Linked DNA regions of Macaca mulatta: region 2 is linked to region 1. A link is a contact called in public Hi-C data. All regions are on one chromosome and are shown on one strand. The core of a region is the stretch at or near the end of the contact, and the rest is flanking DNA. Distances in the headings are between cores, read along the strand shown.

Region 1 (3,999 bases), core at 526-3,025:
TTCTCCCTTCAGTCGTTTGCTCCATTCTATGCTAAATCCTGTAGAAGGCTGGGAAGAACTGGGGACCTCAACCCAAAGAAGTTTCTTGATTATAGCTGACGGGCAGCAGAATATCAGTTTTAGGGAATCAAAAGTTGAGTTGGAAGGTTGCTGGTTTGGAAACTAAGGTTGGTTCCAAGTGGTCCGACCTGATTCCCAGGATCTTTTTGAGAGCTGCTGGGAGAACTGAAAATTAACAGCGAGGACCCAGGACGCCCTAGGTAACCTCCTCCCCGCTATTCTGCTCTTCTCAATTCAAGGGCCGAGACAACTTGCCCTTGTGGAAGAGGGAAGAAAAGGGAAAAGAGGAAAGCAAGAAAGTTGAGTCAGAAAGAGGAAGAGGGACAAAGAGGAAAGGCAAGGAGAAGAGAAGGAAAAATCAAGGTTCAGCAAGAAGTTGGAAGGCGAGGGAAAAAGGGGAGTAAAGAAAAGAGACGGCAAAAGAGGTCTAAGGTCTAGGAAGATGCAAGGATCTTTGTTTAACGAACCAAAGTCACACCCATCTTTCACTTTCAAATCAAACGTCTAGATCTTATCCGTTTCCTTTTTAAAGGTTGTCTGCGTTTCTAAAGGAAGCCAGTAGTTGATACTCCTCGCCGCGCCCCACGCGTGGCCGCGCTGTTCTGTCTCCGGCCACTGAGACCAAATACAACGCGAGTGAGAACATTTGCAGAGGCGCGACTCTGGGAACGCTCCTGCGACTGGTTGTCACCGGGGAGTCTAACCGGATTAATACCCAGAGATGGATTACGCTGGCTGTCACCAATACGCCTAAAGATTATAATCCAATTTACGCACATTACAGTCAGTATTAACTTTATCTGTTATTTTAAGACTCCCAGTTGCCCCGCGCGTCCTCAGAGGAAAATCCTCCACGTTCTGATGCAACTCAGCAGGCTGTCAGGAGGGGAAGCCTCCCGAAGAAAACAACTCCAAGCCTGGTCCCCGAGGGTCTGTACCTGGCACCCCCAGGTGTCTTGCCTTCACCTGGGCACCGCTTTATGAAACTTCCCAGCCGGGGATTACCAACGAGGAAGGCGTTCCCTTGCAAGGAAATAGCATCCTTGTTTCTCCCTTGTTCATTTCATTTTCAAATTTTCAGTGGCGGTGGCAGGAGGGCGGGGAGTGAGGGTGGTGGGCGGGTGCCTGTGAGTGGATGGGGCAGGGGGCCAGGGGATCGTTGCGGGTTAGAACAGCCTCAGTGATTGCTATTTTCATGCTCGTTTTTTGCAGGATAGCATTTCTCTCTCTCTCTTTAAATAAGTTTGTTTGGGTGTGAGTTCTTGTCTTTTCAGCACAAAACCATAGAAATACGTGGTGGAAAGTAAAAGAAAGCCCACTCCCTCCTCCCCGTGCGTGCTAGCTAAGGACTTGATTTAACACCCCTTCTCCGGCTGCTGGGGGCTCTAAGCAGTGGCTACATTCCAGCAGTTTTAATCCGTTTTTTATTGTAGGGCGAGCAGAGTTTACACAGGGGCTGGGATGGCTCCCCAGCTGGCCGCTCTCCCTAGTCCCGCGCCCCCTCCCTGCCACCCCCGCAGCAGGAACCTGTTACTTTAAGCAAGGCTTTCCAGTGTGGCGCTGCGGGCCGCCGGGGTTTCGGAAGGTGGCAGGTGATTGGCTCTTTCGAGCTCCCCCTGGCTCGCTCGCTCGGCCTCCCCGCGCGCTCCGCCCCGCCCGCAAGCCCTCCCTCCGCCCCGCGAGGCTCGGAGCCCGGGTGTCAGGCGCCACGGCGCATGCTCCGGAATCATCTTCTTTACCCTGGAGCTGCTGCTGCTGCTGCTGCTTTTGCTTTTGGGGCTGAGTTTAATAAGCGAGCGAGCGAGCGAGCGAGCAAGCGAGCGCGGGGGGAAAAAGGCAGAGAATGTCCGCCATCTACCCTCCGCTCCTGGGCGCGCTCTCATTCATAGCAGCCTCTTCATGAATTACAGCTGAGGGGGGGCGGAGGAGGGGGGGGTACCACACAACACCCCAGCAAACCTCCGGGCCCCCAGGCATGGCTAGCTCGGTAAGTACGCGCAAAAATAATAATAAAAGACCTCCCCCACTTTCCTTCCTCGCCCTGCGCCGCCGCAGCCCAGACAGCGCCAGCGCTCCGCGGTTCCAATTAGAGAAAGGTTGGTACGGCTTGCAGGGAGCTGCCGCCTCTCCCTCAGCCTCCGCTCCCCTCCTCCCCCACCCCCCCGGCGCGCGCGCACACACAGACACACACACACTCACACACGCTCACACTCGCCCCTCCACCCCCCGCGCCTCCCTCCCTCCTCGCCTCTTTGCAATCACAAGAAGCGCACTCACACACTCCCTCTCGCTCACACGCGCGCACTCACACACACACTCACGGTGGAAGGAGGCGAATAATAACTCAGCCATATTTCAGTCGCCGCTGCCGGGAGCTGCGGGCACAGTCCGGGGACGCGGCGAGCAGCCTCGGCGGCCGCACCTCCGCAAAGCGCCGCGGCCGCTACGATGGTGCGTTCTCCGCGGCGCGCGTGTGTCAGCCGGAGTGTGCGGGGCTGACAGCGGCGGGGCCGCACGCAACTTTGCCCCAGCGCCGGGGGGTGCTGAGCGCGAGCCGAGGCTCGGCGGCTGTCCGCCCGCCGCCCTGCCTTTCTGAATTTCATTTTTGAGGGGGAGGTGGGAGATACTTTGGAGCCACTTTGGCTCTTGAAAGTGTGTTGCGGGGTCTCGGTTCGACTGGCCTCGCCGATCGCCTGGGGCTTTTAGTTGGGGGGTGCGGGGTGCTTTAAGTTATGGATGCCTCGGTGTGTTTTCCTGCGGGCGTGTGTGTGTGTGTGTGTTTCAATGTGTGTGTGACGATGTCTCATTTTTGTTGTGCACGAACCCCGTGGCAAGAGCACGGGAGTTTGTGCCCATCAGCAGAGGCTGCCTGTAGTTTCCATTCCGCCTGGCACAGCGCTCCACACGCACGCACACACACACGTACACAAAGACTTCCTCGGCGTGTGCCTGTCGCCGCGGTACTTTCGGGGAGGGGGCTCGCCAGGAACCCTTCGGTCCCTCTGGGTCCCAGCCACCTACCCTTCCACGCCGGAAAACCGCCCCGGCATTGCCTTCTGATTTGTTTCCGATGCATTTGTTATCGTGCTTGTCGTGGCTGAGTGTGTTCTCCCTCTTTCCCTGACCCTTTTCCCGACTGGGGATAACATTCCGTTACAATCCTGTCCGATGTGGATGCGGGGCCCGGGGCGCCTGGGGCCGAGCCGGGCCGGCCGGGCGGGTATATTTGGGGGTGTGGGATGTGCGCGCCCACGCGCGTGAAACGTGGATGCAGAGGGCACCGCCGTTTCCTTTTATGTGCGTTTCAAGAAGGAGGAAAAAAAATGTCAGGCGCAACGTTCACTGCCGAAACGTCGCCTTCCTGTTGTTCACGGCTGTCTCTCCTCCCCCTGCCCGCAGTGTGCCGTGCAGGTGAAGCTGGAGCTGGGGCACCGCGCCCAGGTGAGGAAAAAACCCACCGTGGAGGGCTTCACCCACGACTGGATGGTGTTCGTACGCGGCCCGGAGCACAGTAACATACAGCACTTTGTGGAGAAAGTCGTCTTCCACTTGCACGAAAGCTTTCCTAGGCCAAAAAGAGGTAGGGCTCGAATACAAAAGGGTCTTGATAAAAAATGTCTTTGCTTGGCGAGGAAACAATCGCTTGGCCCGGGCGGTCCCGCTGCCCCGCTCCCCGCCCCCCGCGCCGCGCTCGCCGGCGTAGCCTCGGGATCCGGGTGCGCGGCGCCGCGCGGGCCAGGTCCCGGCTCCCGCCTGCCCGCGCGCGCGCGACTTCGGCTTGGTGAAAGTCACCGCAGAGAAAGGACCGTCAGGTGTCGAGTGTTTATTCATCCCAAGCCAGCCCTCACCAGTCCTCTGGGGTTAGCCGCGGGTTCTGTGGGGAAGGTGCAATTAGTTGTTGAGTTTGGAGATGTGGGGAATGGGGCTGGAGGGAATAAA
Region 2 (3,999 bases), core at 869-3,368, 690 kb after region 1:
CAACCTTAGGAAATTGACATCTGCAGGCAATGAAAGGTATTTATTTTGAGCCACAAGACATGGGATCCTTATTTGCTCTTAAGGAGGAGTCACACCTTCATGGGGTCCTTACTGGCTCTTGAGGAGGAGCCACACCCTCATGGGGTCCTTACTGGCTCTTGAGGAGGAGCCACACCCTCATGGGGTCCTTACTGGCTCTTGAGGAGGAGCCACACCCTCATGGGGTCCTTATTGGCTCTCAAGGAGGAGCCACACCGTCAGTGGCTTGTGTTGGGAAGATGTCTGGAAGCCCTGATCCCACTGATGGACACAGCTGACTAGATCAGTGATGGAAACCTGACCAAGATGACATTCTAGAAGCCACAAGGGGTATAAACCAAGAAACGGGAGAAGCAGGGAATAAGGTAACTAGTAACTGCAGGAGAAATGGGGTGGCGGACTCCCCCAAAAGCAGCCATAATGGTAGAGTTCTAGCAAAGAGAAACACTGATATCTGAGGCTGGGGATGACACATCTTAAATTGCACAACCACCCTAAACAAGCTGTCACAGCTCAGCTGACTGAGAAGGACATCCTGGCCACTCTCATTTTTGTTTTCCTTACTCCTCTGCAAATAGTTTGATAGTAACACCCATTGCCTGAACCAACTGGGTATATATATCCATGTTCCTTAAAGGGATTGCACAGCCAGCTGCTCTGCTCCCTCTCAGGCATGACGGTGGCACAACGGAGTGAATACAGTGTAATTTCTGTTTGTTCATCACCCTTGCTACCCACTTCCATTTAGAAATGATCTAACTCTCTGTAATCCCAGCACTTTGAGAGGCTGAGGCGGGTGGATCACCTGAGGTCAGGAGTTCGAGACCAGGCTGGTGAAACCCCGTCTCAATTAAAAATACAAAAATTAGCCAGGCATGGTGGCGCATGCCTGTAATCCCAGCTACTCGGGAGTCTGAGGCAGGAGAATCACTTGAACCCGGGAGGCAGAGGTTGCAGTGAGCCGAGATTGCGCCATTGCACTCCAGCCTGGGCAACAAGAACAAACTCTGTCTCAAAAAAGAAAAAAAGTAAAAAGAAAGAAATGATCCGACTCTCTATGTATTTGTCTTTGTTGGGGGATGTTTGGCAGATTGCATTCTCCAAAGGTGACAACAACCATATCCCCATTTCACATGTTCTTCTACAATGTGACCTTGTCATTCCTCCATGAATGGGGTGGGCTTGTGACTGCTTCAACCAAGAGGACAGCAGAACTGCTGCAATGTGGCTTCCAAGGTGGGCTAATAAATGACAAAGGACTGCTTCTTGATGTGTGGCTGGGTAGGTAGGGAGGGGAACGAGCCAGGTCAGGAAAGATCCCAGGGCACAGGGATGGCTGCTTTTCCTCATCATGGCTAGGACAACATGCCTCCTCCATTTTAAGATGCTGTGTATTTGAAAAGTATTATCAATTCAATGAAGACTTTAAGGGAACAGAGTCCCACCACCTCAATGTTAAACGTGTCATCTATTATGTGATACATTAAAGGAAACATTAAAATATGAAAGAAATTCATGAAATGCAGGAAAGTATGGTAACTCTTTGGGTGTCCTTGGACATCTTTCCGTACATTCTAAGAGTCTAAAGGATGGAAGGCTTCTAGGCCTTATAAACCTTGACCTCCCTAGTGTGTGCCAGCCGTGCCAATTTATCCACTAGGCACAGTGTGGAGGGCCCACAATACTTTTAAGGTCCCAGAAAAATGTCTTTATTTCTTTTAACAATTTTTTAAAAACCAGTAGGTTAAATTAAATGTTATAAATGTAAATATATACTACTTAATATGCAATATATAACAGGAATATATTCATCTTTAGGCCAACACTCATAAAATACAATTTTTAATATTTAAGATATTTCATGTCTTTATAAATATTTAAAAGTTAATATCTAATATGTTTTATGGAGAAAAATCCTCATGCATTCAAGTTGTCTTTGATCACCTGAGACTCAGACATGTACAAGCTTCTCTTTTACCCTCTCAATATCCAGATCTCAAGGAGCCTCTAGGAATGAATCCCAGGAGGGATTTTGTCCTTTCAGCACTTCCATATTTGGAGTCTAGGTGGCCCCATTGCTCTAGAGTTAGCTGTGTGATGGGCTGTGATTTACAGTGACTGCTAGGATGCTCGCCAATGCCTCCTGTGAAGCAGGCAGAGGTTACTGCTTTCAGTAGAGATAGTTCAATGTGCACAGCTGGGAGGAGGCCTGGGATTTTTCATAGCTGTCATTCTTTTAAACCCTCAGTCCCCAAGGATAATCCCATGGAAGGTAAAACCTGGCCATTTTCAACTCTGCTTAAATTATTGAGCATGCTGGGCATAAAAAATTTAAATGTCTAGGAAAATAAATAAGGTGCATAAAAAGATTTTATTGCCTGTCTCCAAATCAGAGAAGAACACTAAATGGCTGCTTTTTAAAAACATCATAGGAAGTTCCTGCAATTTGGTATGAGATCTCTTGGCTCCCCTGAAAATCATGGACTCAAATACTTAGGGATGGACTATCAGAAAAAATAGAATTCCCTGAAGCTATTTCATGCTTAGCGAGATGGCTTGTGGAATTTTTGAGTGAAAGAATACATTTTCCACTTTTAGAGTCTTTAGGCTAGTCTTTTAGACTGGATGGTTGCTCATGAAACAATGGGAACAGGCTGATGCATCAAACTTTAGTTTCTCTAGCTGCTTGGAGAAGGACATACATGCAAACATGTATGAACAGAAGTAAATGAATCAAGGTACATTTTCAGAGCATAAAAACCCACTCATAGGATTCTTGGGAAGGAGTGTCATTTCTTCTATTTCTGCTTTTAATTTGTCTTACATCAATAGAGACTTCTTAACCCTTTTCTCCTCTCTTGGCCACTTTGAAAAGTGATTTGCTCCTATCACATTAAATTCAACTTTCATGTAAGTAATAGATATGCTTTTTGTATTGTGAGTGGCCAGCAGGGCTTGGAGTCACTTTTTTGTGAAAGGAGGTGAAAAGAGACCTTGTACCATAGAGTTCCCTGATGAAATGCATGGTTAGATGTTGCGTTCTCTCTAGGAAAATATAAGACTCCCTCAGCTAAACTTTACAGGGAAGGAATTTAAATGCTCCCCCAAAATCATGATGAATATATTTTTCTCTGTATGCATGGAAAATGAGGCTTTATTTTTTTGATCGAGGTGAGATTATTCAATATTGCATATTGTACATGGCATGGTAAGTTCTAAATTCTTTTTTTTTTCTTTTTTTTTTTTTTTTTTTTTGAGATGGAGTCTCACTCTGTCGCCCAGGCTGGAGTGCAGTGGTGTGATCCCCGTTCACTGCAAGTTCCACCTCCCGGGTTCACGCCGTTCTCCTGCCTCAGCCTCCCAAGTAGGGACTCAGGCACCCGCCACCATGCCCAGCTAATTTATTGTATTTTTAGTAGAGACGAGGTTTCACCGTGTTAGCCAGGATGGTCTCGATCTCCTGACCTCGTGATCCGCCCACCTCAGCCTCCCAAAGTGCTGGGATTTCAGGCTTGAGCCACCACGCCCAGCCATGTAAGTTCTAAATTCTTAGTGAAGATGATAAAACTATAGAAAGGTCATTAAATGAAATGTTATCAAATAAAGATGAGGAGAAGACAGGTAAATGGTAACCATTTACCACAGGTGAACTGTTGGTGGTAGGTTGATGATTTACATTGGAACACCCGCCTGCCATAATAATTATGAATAAATAGTACATGGCATGCGTCAACATTATTCTAAACTTGTTGCTTATATCGACTCAATCCTCACAACAACCCTATAAGGGTAGGTACTATGATTATCTTTATTTTATAGATGAGGGAACTGAGCGCCGAAAGATTAAATAACTTGCTCAGGGTCACAAACAAACAGGAGCAGATCTGGTTTGAACCTAGGCTGGCTTTAGACTGTATGATTTTGCACTCAGTCTTCTGCCTCTCAGATCCAGCTTCCGAT

The links. Hi-C and Micro-C count contacts between places; a contact is called where the count stands out from the background.
Region 2: a Hi-C map of fetal cortex germinal zone shows a contact between it and region 1, with 5 times the contacts expected there. The contact joins the enhancer-like site here to the promoter of MLLT3 in region 1. A contact is called at or near these places in 2 of 14 Hi-C or Micro-C datasets (fetal cortex germinal zone and fetal cortical plate).

What each region holds. Positions count from the first base shown.
Region 1 is chr15:78,584,168-78,588,166 of T2T-MMU8v2.0, forward strand. It overlaps MLLT3 (MLLT3 super elongation complex subunit), which reads left to right and starts at 1,776. Exons shown (of 11, transcript XM_001108646.5): 1 at 1,776-2,047; 2 at 3,460-3,640. The coding sequence starts at 2,036.
Region 2 is chr15:79,275,208-79,279,206 of T2T-MMU8v2.0, forward strand. The region is part of intron 1 of LOC114672784 (a long non-coding RNA gene); the gene reads right to left. Among named protein-coding and RNA genes, the nearest start is that of SLC24A2, 130 kb to the right of the region's middle. Within about 2 kb of position 2,119, at least 14 of the 40 cell types and tissues checked have an H3K27ac peak or open chromatin away from gene starts, as enhancers often do. A contact at or near this core is called in fetal cortex germinal zone and fetal cortical plate, where this site is marked.